Linked DNA regions of Mus musculus: region 1 is linked to region 2. The links are chromatin contacts, called in public Hi-C maps. All regions are on one chromosome and are shown on one strand. The core of a region is the stretch at or near the end of the contact, and the rest is flanking DNA. Distances in the headings are between cores, read along the strand shown.

Region 1 (6,856 bases), core at 3,961-6,460, 210 kb before region 2:
CATTTTTATTGCTTTTGTCCCTGAACATAATAGCATATAACTTTGTAGATAGCATCATCTCAATTTTGCTGAACAGCATAATTTGTCTATAGAAGATTTCGTGTACAGGAGATGACATACATACGGACATATGGAACTATTATAGCATCTATATACAGGACTTGAACATCAGTAGAGTTTGGGATCCAAAAGAGTTTGAGAACCAGTTTTCCATAGGTACAAAATGTTGCGCCTTTACATGACCTTAAGTTCATTTTTACATGTAATGTTCAATGTTGAGAACCTGATTTAGGCTGAGATAATTGCAAATAATAAATGAAATCATTACTTAGAAAAATTAAAGAATATGAACTATCACATATTAAACTTTACACTATAAACAGTTGTGCCAGTAGAATTGTGCTAGTCTGAACTCTGTGACTTGTAACAGTCAAACTGTCCCAAACCTTGCTTTCATGGATTTAAAAATCCATTTCAAAATGAAATTGAAAAAATGGTGTTTATATAGGCAATCACATTCTCCTTCATGAAAATGTGTAACCTAGGAGATACATGAAATTAAAGAAACATTTCAATGTTGTCACAATGTCCTACTTCATTTTTTTCTGATAGCAATATTTTTATCTTGGCAAGGGAGGTGAACTTTTCATTAGATAAACAAGTTCAATTTGAATAGACAATGACTGCTTTATATGTAAAATTATGTTTTCCACCTGAAATTTTCACACATTGGTGAACTGACACATTTCTGTGCTAAACTCTATTAAATGGTAAGGTTGTGATTGAATGGTGTCATTTCCTGCCTGTTTTCATATCTTCTGAACTGAAGCTGAAGAGGATGGAAGCCTTCAAAGAGCAGATCAAGTCCAGATCCATCATGGAGATAAATCAAAATAAAATACATCAGCACATGAAAAGAACCATGTGTGACGTGGGTGAAGTGAAGGGCTGTACAAAAGCTAAGGGCTCTATAAGGATATCTTTTAAATAAATAGATACTTAAAACCTTTTTCAACACCTTTCCTCATGAATTTGTTTGAGGACCACATACACTGTGTCAGAAAAAGAGTGGTGGTGCTGGCCATGTTAATAGGGTCATATAGTGAACCTCCAGATGTTAGGGAAGATAGGGCCATATGTGTTTGCTCTGAGTCAGGCAAGTGGTAGGATGCTTGGTAGCCTGTTCTTACTGCACGCATGCCTTCTGAAGGTTTTCTTCCTTTCCTCTACTGGATCATGCCACTTAGTAAAAGGCAGCACACAATTCTACGCAAGGAACAAACTAAGCAATAACTGAAAAATATTAAGAGAGACATCACTGTCAGTTAGCCTCAAATAATACTAATAGATTAAATGAACAATTTTATGGCTTTAGTAGCTCTTGGTCTCGACACTCTAAGGAAAGGCTAGGAACAATTCCGTGTATGACTGAGATAGAATTCCATGTTTGGATTTTGTTGTTCTTTTAATTCGTTCTTATTACATTGTGAAACCTAAGTATTTTAACTCTCAAAGTGTTTGATACAAACTTTAAGTATATAAGTAAAGTTTAATGTATACTTTAAATAATTCTAACACGGGGGGGGGGGCATCTTTATACTTACTTTCAAGTTCATTGACCTCCAGGTAATAATTTTCAAGATTTTCATTAACTGTTGGTATACTCTTAAGCTTATTATAGGAGAGATCAAGCTCGAGCAAGGATGATATATTAAACGAGTTTCCAGGTACCCCACTATCAGCCAGTTCATTGTGAGATAAACGCAGGTATTGCAGCCCAGTGAAGCGCTTGAAGTACTCATCCGGAATGTTGCTGATCTTATTATTGTCTAGGTAGAGAGTTAGAAGAGATGTAGGTAGACCAGCAGGCAGCTTGCTCATCTGATTGAAGCTCAAATCCAGGTACTCTAGTGATTTGAGACCTTTCAGAGAAGCCGAGACAGCATCCTCTTTGAGCTGGTTGTGTTGAAGATAAATGAAGGTCAAGTTGACCAGCCCGTCGAAGGAGCCGAGCTTGCTGATTTTATTATTGGTCAGCTGTAGGTCTTGCAGGGACTTTGGAAGTGGACCGACGGACTCGGTCAGGTTGTTGTAGTTTATATGCAGTTTCTTCAGTTGTTTCAGCTTAGAGAAAACCTTTCCTTTGATCTTGGAGTTTTCTAGAAGGTTGTGGTCAAGAATGAGCCACTGCAGGTCTGTGACGTTCTCAAAGGCCTTCTCATCAATATGGTCGATTTGGTTATTCCTCAGGTAAAGGTACTTGATGCCAGGAGGAACCATTGGCACACTCTTCAACTTGAGGTCATCACAGTACATGGCAGTTGGGTAGCTGTGGGGGCAGTTACATTCTGGTGCACAGTTGGGTGATATTTGCCCATACATGAAGAGAGGGATGTCATAATCGTAGTATTGGCCACTGACACTACCGACTAATGCCAAGGCAAGAGAGAACGCACATACATTCATTTTCAGCAAGTCCTCTGTGACCTACATAAAGTGGAAAAACGAATCATTACAGCATAATATAATTTCAAGGGGAAAAAAAGTTCAATTTTCATTAAATTCATTAACAAAGTGCGTTTTTTTTTTTTCATTTCATTTTCAGTGCCTCCAAAATAGTGTCTTCACTGCCCTTTGAAACTTTCTATTTAAGTATAAGGAGAAGGCTGCCGGGAAGGGGAGGGTGTGTGTGTGTGGGGGGGGGGGGGGGCGTGTTGTTCACACCTTTGGGTGGAAACAGGTTTCAGGTGTGTACGCATGCGCCCCCTTGTGGTCTGGCTTCCAAATTTTTAGGCCCTGTCTTCTGATACTTCCTTAATCGATATATCAGTCAGGGTATTTCCTGGTGGCACCATCTCACACAATGTGAGAAACCCTATTTAAGAATATCCCCTAATCCAGAAGAAAGGACACTTAGAAGACAACAGGAAATTCCTCCGTATATTCTGCCATCAACATCATTAAAATGTCTCATTAGAGAGATCCTAAGTGGGTGCAGGGGCAATCTGTGGTTTTGCCCTGAGGCAAACTGCTCTTGCTGCTTGTGAGGTAGAAGAGGCAATAAGCGCATTCCTTTCAAGGGGCCTTGTTATTGTTGTGGATTCTGGGGAAAGGGGGTTGAATTCTTAGATGGATGTTTACATTATTTGCAGCTTAACATCCCCTGCTTTAAAATCCATTGGAAGCTGTATCTGAAGCTAGTATTTAGTAAATTAATTTTAGAAGAACAAATATTTACCCAACAGGGAAACGTCAGACAGTGTTGGCTTTTATATCCAAACCAAAAAGGATACCAATTATACGAAAATAACCTTCTCTCCAACTTTAAAAGCTAAGTCCTTCTCCATTTTAAATCATGAGTTCATCTTCTTTGTGCCAACTGTAAGGTAACATGATTTGCTAATGCAGATTTTAGTGCCTTCAGAAAGTGGAGGCAGGAGAAGGCAGGGAATAAAAGACAAAACAAAAATAAAATAATAGTGATGTTGGCTTCATGAAATGTGTGCTGAGAGTGTAAGTTCAAAAAATTTCCTGGTAGTTATTTTCACATAACATATTTCTAAGATGAGATTCAACAATGATTCGAAATTCAGAGAAAAGCTAGCCATTTGCATAAAAGAAGGCTAGAACTTAAGAGTTGGGAATCACAGAATGCATTGTAAGAAAGCCCATGTTCCTGTGAGTGAAACAACATGAAGAGAATCCACATTCAATTACACCCTGCATTGCATGATATTTCATGCAAATAATATGAGACAAGCATTTGCATCAGGTAATTTGGAGGAAGTAGAAGTTGGGAGACCATGCATTTTAAATATATATGCTTTGCTTTAGCTTAGAATCATGACAGACTTCAGGAAAAGAAACATTGAAAAAGATTTTATGAAAGATACACTTGAAATTCTAACCTCAGATACAGTCACAATGCTAATAAATTATGCCCTTGCCCATGATTCTGATGGGAATTTTTAATTGAATAGTTAGGATTTGCCCTGCCTAGCACTAGGAACACAGTAACAGTACATAATCACATAAATGAATCTGTTGATTCATTTAAGTTTTGACTTTTTAAATGGAATATGCATACTAACAAAAATTTATTCCACAGTTTTGGCAAAGTAAAACTTAACAGTCTGAAATCAAAGCAACCTTGTGAACATACAATGCCTCCTCTGTGAGGGTAAGTCATACATTCGGCCCCTACTTTTTTAAATACCTCTGGTCATGAAAGAAATGCTTTTCTGCAAAAATGTAAATTGTTTCCCAGAAACTTTTAAAAACATGTACCTTAAGGTGTATATCCAAAACCACAGATCTTTAAAATGAGCAAAACACGGAGAAGTGATCCACACAAGTAACTGAGTCCTCCTGCTAACATTTTATAACCCAGAATGTTTATTGCGACCTGTAACAACATATTTTATTGCAAAACCCCTTGACTGCTGCTGGTGGTAGTGGCCTTTTTCTGTCTCAATACTAGATTTCAACATTATAACAATATGTAGCTAATTAGCATAGATAACATTTTAATTTCTGTACGTTTTTGAGTGTCTAACTTTTTTTTTTTTTTTCATTGCAACCTTGGAACGTTTTAAATTTCCCTTGCCAATCAGTCTGGCATACAGAGTGAAATTAATCCAATAGTGATGGAAAGTATAATAGGTAAAATGTGAAAATAAATGTTCAAAACTGTCATTGAATAGCAAATTGGCAAAATTCCTCTAGATCTTTTTTTTTCCTGTTCCTGTTAAAATTAAACACTGTCCCCAAGACTCAGCATCCCCTGGGGTATAGTAAGAAAAAAAAAAAAAAAAAAAGCACTTACCTTACTCTCTTGACACTGTTTCCGTTAATTTCTTAAACAGGCACACTGTGAACAAGAATCCACTAACATATGCTGTGAACTCTGTCAGGGTGGGACTGGCTGCCAGAGTCTCAGTGATACAAGAGCTGAGGAGCGTGGGGGGTGGGGGGGGGGGACCAGCCCAATCACGCCAGCCTCTGGATGAAGTTATGTCACTGTGGGCTCTTGTGGTGTTGCCTCTGAGCAAGCTTCTCTCTAACGAAGTGCAGGTGGACAAAACAGACCCTTCCACTCTGGAATCGGGGTTGGGGGAAGAGAGAGAGACAGAGAGAGAAGTACTTTACTGGATTAAACCCCTAAGAATCGAGCTTGCTACAAATGAGGCAGTTCGGTGTGAGAGGGTTTCTGCTGCAAACTTCTGAACTTCTGCATGTGTGGTGGCGGTGAACTGTGATCTGCTCAGCCAAGTCTTGTGCTCCTGTAAAGACCTCATAAATCACAAACAGAGCAAAGAATCTCAGGAAAATGCAAATGAGCACACGCAAAGGAACTGAGTCTTTTTTTTTTTTTTTTTTTTTTTTTGGCCACCCCTCTTGGATTACTTATTTGATTCACTTGGGTTAGCTTGCTCTTTGTCCTAAGGATGCATTCATTTCTGTACTGTGAGCAGCGCTTCATATACACGTTGAGACAACTGATAGGGTGAATGTCTTCTTTAGCTTGTCATGTTGAGGAAACTCTTTCTCATGTTCTTCAGATCTGGAACCACTCAGCCAAGGTCTGACCTGTTTTTCATTTGTGGATTTCCTCAGGAACTCACTCAAAACCCTACTTGAAGATTATATTCTATACTTTAAAGCCAAAAAAAGCAGAACAAAGATAACATAAATATATCCTAAAAATATCACAAGTCACTAATCTTTTTCATTCTGTTACCAGACTATTCTGACTTTTTTTCCAAGGTGGAAGGCACCCAAAGTTGTGGTCTGTCCAAAGGCCTGGCTTGATAGAGTGTTCTAACTCACTTTCTGGTATGTAATGTAGCAAATGAGTAATTTATTCAAGCCCTTATTGCTTTAATTACTTGAGAAGATTATATATATTTATAGGGTATATTTTTATTTTAAAATATTCACTTTCTATTTTTTAATTAGATATTTTTAAATTACATTTCAAATGCTATATCAAAAGTTCCCTATATCCTCCCCCAGCCCTGCTCCCCTACCCACCCACTCCCACTTCTTAGCCCTGATGTTCCCCTATACTGGGGCATATAAAGTTTGCAAGACCAAGGGGCCTCTCTTCCCAGTGATGGCCGACTAGGCCATCTTCTGCTACATATGCAGCTAGAGACATGAGCTCTGGGTACTGGTTAGTTCATATTGCTGTTCCTCCTAGAGGGTTCAGACCCCTTCAGCTGCTTGGGTACTTTCTCTAGCTCCTCCATTGTGGGTCCTGTATTCCATCCAATAGATGACTGTGAGCATCCACTTCTGTATTTGCCAGACACTGGCATAGCCTCACAAGAGACAGCTATATCAGGGTCCTTTCAACAAAATTTTGCTGGCATAGGCTATAGTGTCTGCATTTGGTGGCTGATTATGGGATGGATCCCCGAGTGGGGCAGTCTCTGGATGGTCCAGTCTTTCATCTTAGCTCCAAACTTTGCCTCTGTAACTCCTTCCATGGGTGTTTTGTTCCCTATTCTATAAAACTCTTAGAGCAAGCTGTTTCAGTATAGGTTCTACATTTTAGTTATTTTCCTTTAAAGATAGCTTGAGACACAGCTCAGTTGGTACAGCGTAGCATTAATAAAGAAATGGGTTCAATCTCCAGCATCAGATAAACTAGATGTGATAACACACAGAGGTAGGTAATTCCAGTGCTTGAAGGGTAGGGACGGGAAGAGCAGGAATTTAAGTTCATCCTCAACTACATAGTGTATTGAATCCTGCCTGGGATTCATGAGACCCCCATCTCAACATAACAATGTAAATGAAACAAAAATCAGAGTACATATCCAGTGTTTCAAATGTTAATAGTGAGACCTGA
Region 2 (7,289 bases), core at 2,901-5,400:
CTGGCTTGGAAAGGAACTAAACTGAGATGCAGAGATGAAGACGGGGTGTGTTGCAGAAGGGTGATCAAGGATGATTTAGCAGATGGAGTGGGTGAAAGAATTGCTATAGACGCAGCTGAGGATGCAAAGTAGAAGTTCTGACCCCAAGTGTGGGCCCTGTTCTGTGCCATCCCACAAAATATTCCTCAACTGTGTTGTTTGTTCTCCTTTCCTCCATATCATGGATGCATGGGTCTCCATTGGCCCTGTGTAGTATGAAGAAGTATTTGGTTAAAGTTAACAATTTCAATAGGTAATGGCAGTGGTGCTGGTTACTATAAAGACATATATTATAACATCTATACTAACAGACTTGTATACTTAGAATGTTACCTAGACCTATCAATTTATTTCTAATTTTAGAAACATAAGAATCCCAAGTCTCCATTTAATTATCCAAAACTAAAGACAGAAGCATCACGTAGCATGAGTGGCAGAATTGAGATTCTATGCTATATCAATCTGTTTTCAATACATCCCTCACACCACTGGGCTCATCTTACACCCAAATAACAAGTCACCTTATGGCTAACAACTAAAGTCTGCAAGATATCTATGGACCTTTTTATATTATGTTAAATCTAGGTATATAAAAAGTATGGCATCTAAACAGGGTTAGTGTTCCCCTTAAAAACATGTTCTCACTGATAAGTGGATATTAGCCCAGAAACTTAGAATACCCAAGATATAAGATACAATTTGTGAAACACATGAAACTCAAGAAGAACGAAGGCCAAAGTGTGAACACTTTGCCCCTTCTTAGAATTGGGAACAAAACACCCATGGAAGGAGTTACAGAGACAAAGTTTGGGGCTGAGACAAAAGGATAGACCATCTAGAGACTGCCATATCCAGGGATCCATCCCATAATCAGCCTCCAAACACTGACACCATTGCATACACTAGCAAGATTTTGCTGAAAGGACCCTGATATAGCTGTCTCTTGTGAGACTATGCCGAGTAGCAAACACAGAAGTGAATGCTCACAGTCAGCTATTGGATGGATTACAGGACCCCCAATGGAGGAGCTAGAGAAAGTACCCAAGGAGCTAAAGGGAACTACAACACTGTAGGTGAAACAACAATATGAACTAATCAGTACCGGGGAGCTCTTGTCTCTAGCTGCATATGTATCAAAAGATGGCCTAGTCGGCCATCACTGGAAAGAGAGGCCCATTGGTCATGCAAACTTTATATGTCCCAGTACAGGGGAACGCCAGGGCCAAAAAGTGGGAGTGGGTGGGTAGGGGAATTGGGGGGGAGGGTATGGAGGACTTTTGGGATAGCATTGGAAATGCAAATGAGAAAAAATCCCTAATAAAAATATTAAAAAAAAACAATGCTTGCATGAGTAAAAGATCAAATAACTTGCCACCACAAAGTCTTTGACTCCTAAATCACATCTCCAGTCTTGACTGTTGCTGCTCCCATGAGATTCTCAATGGCAACTGGACCTATGACATTTGACTATGGGAGAGAAATTTCCTTTCTCCTTGCTCTAGGCTCTGAGTCTCAGAAGGCTGCAACCCACAGGCAAAATTCATCTGTAAGATGGTAAAACACAGATACATGCTTGTGTTTTTTAATTAATAAACTCATGTACTACATTGAATGCAATTTAGCATTTTCTCAATTGTTTGTAAAGCTATCGTCTTATATCAAAACACATCAACCCGATGCTCAAATGTAATCATTAAATTATTTAAAAGCACTTGGAAACCCCTGACCATGTAAAACTCTTCCTACATTGGACGCTCTGAGTTGAGATTACATGCTTGCTTCAACATCTTGGGCAAAACCATTAAAGTAATTCCTCAAAATATGTAATTCTATCTTCGATGATCTTTATTTATTTACTAATTTAAACCCAATCTTGGGATTAATAGGTATTTTGATTTACTTAGAAAAAGAAAATAATTTTCTTTTTTTTCCCCAGACTTAATATGTTTATGCATACATACAGTCCAAAAGGAGAACATGGAAGCCATCATTTAATCACAGCCTCCTTAGTAAATGTGGAAAATAATTTTCTAATTAGTTGTTTTGATAAAGCTGCTCTGAAAATAACCTTTAACAACAACAACAACAAAAAAAAAACACCAAAAAACTTCTTTTGAAATATTGACTAGATATCATCCAATTTAAAAAGAAAAGAAAAACCCAGAGCTTGGCATATGTTTAGGAACACTAATTGTAGACTTGGGTTTCTCAGTGTTCCCTGAGAAGCAATAGAACAGTCTTTCCTTGGAGAAACTGAAATAATGATGCTAACAGCCCACATTCACAGTAAGAAACTGGGATCAGAAAAAAAGTGAGAAGGAATTCCAGGGTGAATGCCAAACTACCAAGATAAAATGCAAAGAATGATCGATCGCGGCTCCTCAGCTTCCAAAGATGAGTTTTTCAGTTCTGCATGGAAAGAGCTGTTGAGTGAGTCCCGTTTGCAGAAAGCTAGATTTTGCCACGGGTAAAGGTTGCTGAGAGGAGCAATCATAAAGCCTTAATGGCAGTCATTTTTAAATGTTTACTCTTAAATCTCATTCCTAAGCCACTAAAACTGGGCTGTCTGTTGCTAAAACGAAGGGGGTTCCAGTAAACTGCTGTAAAATCTCAGACCATTAACATCCATGGAGATGACTCTCTTGGGAATTCAGATACAGCCTTGGCCATCTTAGCATGGACAGTTAGACATCTGTGGCAGACTTTATGGAGACAACTGAAGGTTGTTTTCATGTCGCTGCCATAGAGAATTTCTCTGTTAGAACCACTGATTTATTGAAAATAGCCCCAACCCATTATGAACCTAATAAGTTGTATCCCTCGTATCCTATATTGATCTTCTTGACAAACAGTGCTAAGAGGATTGAAAAAAGATTGTGAGAATAAGTTGAAGCTCATTTGAAAGAGCCTTTTGGATGGAACAGTCAGGTCTGGTAGCCAATAGCAAGGGCAAAGAAAAGAAACCTTAATGGCATTCATTTCTCAGCTGAGCTCTGGTTTCACACGTTTAAGTCATATGTTATGGGAATGAAGAGTAAGACAAGTCTAACATTACTCGTTAAAATTATCTGTGAAAATATCCCGAATAATATTCATAATATTCAGAATAATAATATCTGTATTCATCTCATCATGTTGTTGTGGGTTTTGCAATGAGGAAGAGTTTGGGCTCAACTTGAAAGTGAATATGGTGATCCGCCCCCAGTGGGCAGGGGTGGGAGGAAGACAACAGAGGATTGGAAAGTATTCGGGGAAATCTGAATAACAAGAAAAACAAGTGCAGTGCTTTCTAGGTCAGTACAACCTAGGATTCTTGCTGATGGCAATCCAAAATCACCCAATGTGGAATCCCATCTGATATGGGGTTATCAGATACTAATCACCTATCAAGGATGAAAAACTCAGGCTACACTTCAAATTCTTGGTAAAATTGGTCATATATGGATGAAGGCTCAGAAGTCATGATTTTGTTGATAAGGACATATAGATTAGAGGCTGATCAAAGAGACAACCTGTCAACATCCCCCAAAGATGTATATGTACATATTTACAGTATTCATGAAGCAGAAATCATTCCTGTTATAGACAATGTATAATATTTTTATATCATATTTATATATCATAAAATAATATATTTCAGTGCCCCAAATTAGGGCACACCTTCTAGATTTTTCTTGGGGTAGAGGGTAGGACATGTCTTTGCCACCTAAAAGAGCAATGGACAAGACTATTTCAGTCCTAGATCAAGCAGAAACATCTAGGCAAGTCATTTTTTATCTACAACTACCTTTCCCAGAGATTGTTATGTTCTTTAAGGAACAAAGTCTGCCACAAACCATCCTTGAGACCACCTTTCCCCTGTGTTTTGCTGGAGTACATTAAAGGCTGCTATGTCTTCAAGCCATCATCTACCTGCTGGCTACATAATCCTCATTATATGATGACTAACATCCAGGCTCCAACTTATGCATTAGTGAGTTATAAAAAAAAGTCATTAAAAATAGGGTTGGTGTTTTAAGACATAATATGTTAGTCCAACTCATAAGCCAGGGTGAATTCTCAGGCTCTGGCAGCAGCTTATCTGCATTTGTCTTGAGCCCTTTCAATCCAAGGAAAGAAAGTGACATAAAAGTTTGGCACATACTTGCACATACTTTCCAGGGCAGGGGAGGAATCTCATACAAGGCTGCACTTAAAATTAGACACTTTTATTACTAAGAGGAATAACAGAAAAAGAAATTGTCTACATTAAGTTCAAATCCAGAAAACAAAAGTTAGAATGGAATGTTACAATCATTGCAAGTTTTTATTCCCTGAATGCTGGCTTTAGATTCTCTCCAAATCCTTATCCCTCAGTTCAGTGACCTATATACTTTAATGTAACTTGAAAACTACATACTCTTAACAATCTTCGATATAGAAGTATCAATAACAAATGACACCTTTGTTGTGGGTAGGTAATTGGGTTCTTTCTTATTATATTTTAAATTGATAATAAAATATAATTTTGATTTGCAGTTAGCACTCAGAGGTTTCTGTTTTGTATGCTTCAGTGATTTCTACACTGTAAGCCACAGGCATAAATACCTTTTTGGTTTCTTCTCTCCGGTCCCTCAGAAGTGCTTATTTTAGCTTAGGTCCAATATATTCTCCGTAATGGTGTGTGTGTGTGTGGGGGGGGGTGGTATTAGAAAACAAAACAAATATAAGACACACACACACACACACACACACACACACACACACATGTCAGAATGACTATTTCAATTTGAAATTTAGAAAACAAAGTATGTCCCAAATACAGCATGATATTTTCCTTCACTAAACACAGTACTTGTTACATATCTGAAATTTAAAGTTAATTGCAAATTGCATGCTTTAATGTGCTTCAGCTAGTAAGCTATCTTCTAGAATACATTAGGCAGCTGTTGATAGATAGATAGATAGATAGATAGATAGATAGATAGATAGATAGATGCATACATACATACATACATACATTTCTCCTTAACATGCTTTTATGTAATAACTATTCCAGCTGGAAACCCATGCCAGGAGAAAGACTTCACCTCTGACACTGCCTGGAGAACCAGAAATCAAAGGATTGGTGGCCTAGGACAGAACCCATCACCCAGAACAAAAATGAAAGAAAGGAAGAAAGAAAGAGAGACGGAAAGGGAGAAAGAAAGGAGGAAAGAAAGAATTCCTAATTCTTTTTTGTTTGTTTTGTTTGTTTGTTTTGGTTTTGGGTTTTTTTTGTTATTGTTGGTTTTGGTTTTGGTTTTGTTTTGTTTTTTGTTTTTTTGTTGGTTTTTTTTTTTTTTTTTTTTTTTTTTTTTTTTTTTTTGAGACAGGGTTTTTCTGTGTAGCCCTTGCTGTCCTGGAACTCACTCTGTAGACCAGACTGGCCTTGAACTCAGAAATCTGTCTACCTCTGCCTCCCAAGTGCTGGGATTAAAGGCGTGCACCACCACTGCCTGGCTGAATTCTTAATTCTTAATGATATTGTCCTATACTTGTAGACAGTACCATCAGGGAGGCTCCAGTTAGCAAGGGATGGAAATAGATTCAGAATGTTGTAACCCAAACATTACACAGAGCTTGAGACTCCTGTGATGGGGTGGGGGTAGGATTGTAGGCACCAGCAGGGTCAAGGACATCACAAGAAAACCCACAGACTACGCCGGGGCCTAGCAAACACATAAGTGGATGCTTAGAGTCAGCTATTGGACAGATCACAGGGCCCCCAATGGAGGAGCTAGAGAAAATACCCAAGGAGCTAAAGGGATCTGCAACCCTATAGGTGGAACAACATTATGAACTAACCAGTACCCCAGAGCTCTTGACTCTAGCTGCATATGTATCAAAAGATGGCCTAGTCGGCCATCACTGGAAAGAGAGGCCCATTGGTCAGGCAAACTTTATATGCCCCAGTACAGGGGAACACTAGGGCCAAAAAGTGGGAGTGGGTGGGTAGGGGAATGGGGGGAGGGTATGGGGGACTTTTGGGATTGAAAGATCCTGACAGAATGTAAAAGGTCACAGAAGCCCTGAAATTAGCAAGATAGATGTCAGTGTTAGCAGAACTAGCTTCACTGATTTAGAAAAATAGAGGTGCACAATGCTCTGGCCACTCCTTGAACCTGTGTGTCTGCCAATGTTCTGACCAGGTGTGTGCCCATTGCTGCACCTTCATTAGACTCTTTCCTTGTACCCCTCCCATACCCATTTCTTGAGAATAGACATTGTTTAGATCTGGAAATCCCCTACTCTACCCCCCTTCTCCTTTCCCCCATGAGGGCCTATAAAAACCGGGACCTCTTTCTCCTCGAGGTCAACTCCTCTACCCCTGTGTGGGATATGAGTCGTCCCCAGAGCTCTGGCTTTCCCCGAATAAAGCCTCATGTGGTTTGCAACAACTCGGTCTATCGTGAGTTCTTGGGTGTCCACTAGTGTCCTGAGGCCTGAGCAAGGGGCTCCTCTCAGAGTCTTTCAGGATAGCATTGGAAATGTAAATGAGGAAAATACCTAATTTAAAAAAAATAAAGATTTTGTGTTTTATCAAGAAAAAAAAAACCCCGCAGAATCAACTAACCTGGCCTCACAGGGCCTGACTGAGACTGAACCGGACAGTCAGTTAGCCTGCACATTAGCCTAACCTAGGCTCTCTGTATACGTTACAGTTGTGTAGCTTGGTGTTTTTGTAGGACTCCTAACAGAAGGAACAGGGGCTTTGCTGTCTCTGATTGTTTTGTCAGCTTTCACTTTTCTGTTCCAGCATCTCTCATACAAGAATCTATTTTACACACTCACAGATGAGAAGCACAAACACCAAGGCAGCCACAGACTCTTGAATCTATGATGGTATATGGCCTATATGGCATGTTAAGGCAATGATGGCACAAAGCTAGTGAAACTGATTAGACCTAACACCCACTCCATGAGATGGAACCCATTTGCAACACTACCTTCCTGACCAAGAGCCTGAAACTAGATAGCCCAGAGACCTAGGGAAAAAAAAAAAAACCACAATAACACTCATCTAAGAAGGAGGTGATAACTCCTAATGACATTCTGCTATGCTCATAGATAAGGACTTTGTTCAGCTATCCTTAAAGAAGTTCCCTCCTGTAGTAGTGCGAATACAGACACTCCCAGTTGGGCATTAAGCAGAGAGTGGAGCATTCAGCCCTTCATGGGATGTCCCCATCAGTCCCTTCCCTCAGAACTCAAGGAACCCCATGGGAGAT

What was found. Hi-C and Micro-C count contacts between places; a contact is called where the count stands out from the background.
Region 1: a Hi-C map of uterus shows a contact between it and region 2, with 3 times the contacts expected there. The contact joins the promoter of Lum here to the enhancer-like site in region 2. A contact is called at or near these places in 2 of 39 promoter capture datasets (the 3T3-L1 cell line and maxillary cranial neural crest), 1 of 484 Hi-C or Micro-C datasets (uterus) and 1 of 9 other capture datasets (adipose tissue).

What each region holds. Positions count from the first base shown.
Region 1 is chr10:97,563,855-97,570,710 of GRCm38.p6, reverse strand. Lum (lumican) reads right to left here and starts at 5,210. Exons shown (of 3, transcript NM_008524.2): 1 at 4,826-5,210; 2 at 1,605-2,487. The coding sequence starts at 2,466.
Region 2 is chr10:97,348,117-97,355,405 of GRCm38.p6, reverse strand. No RefSeq gene overlaps it. Among named protein-coding and RNA genes, the nearest start is that of Mir3966, 72 kb to the left of the region's middle. Within about 2 kb of position 4,150, at least 5 of the 459 cell types and tissues checked have an H3K27ac peak or open chromatin away from gene starts, as enhancers often do. A contact at or near this core is called in uterus, where this site is marked.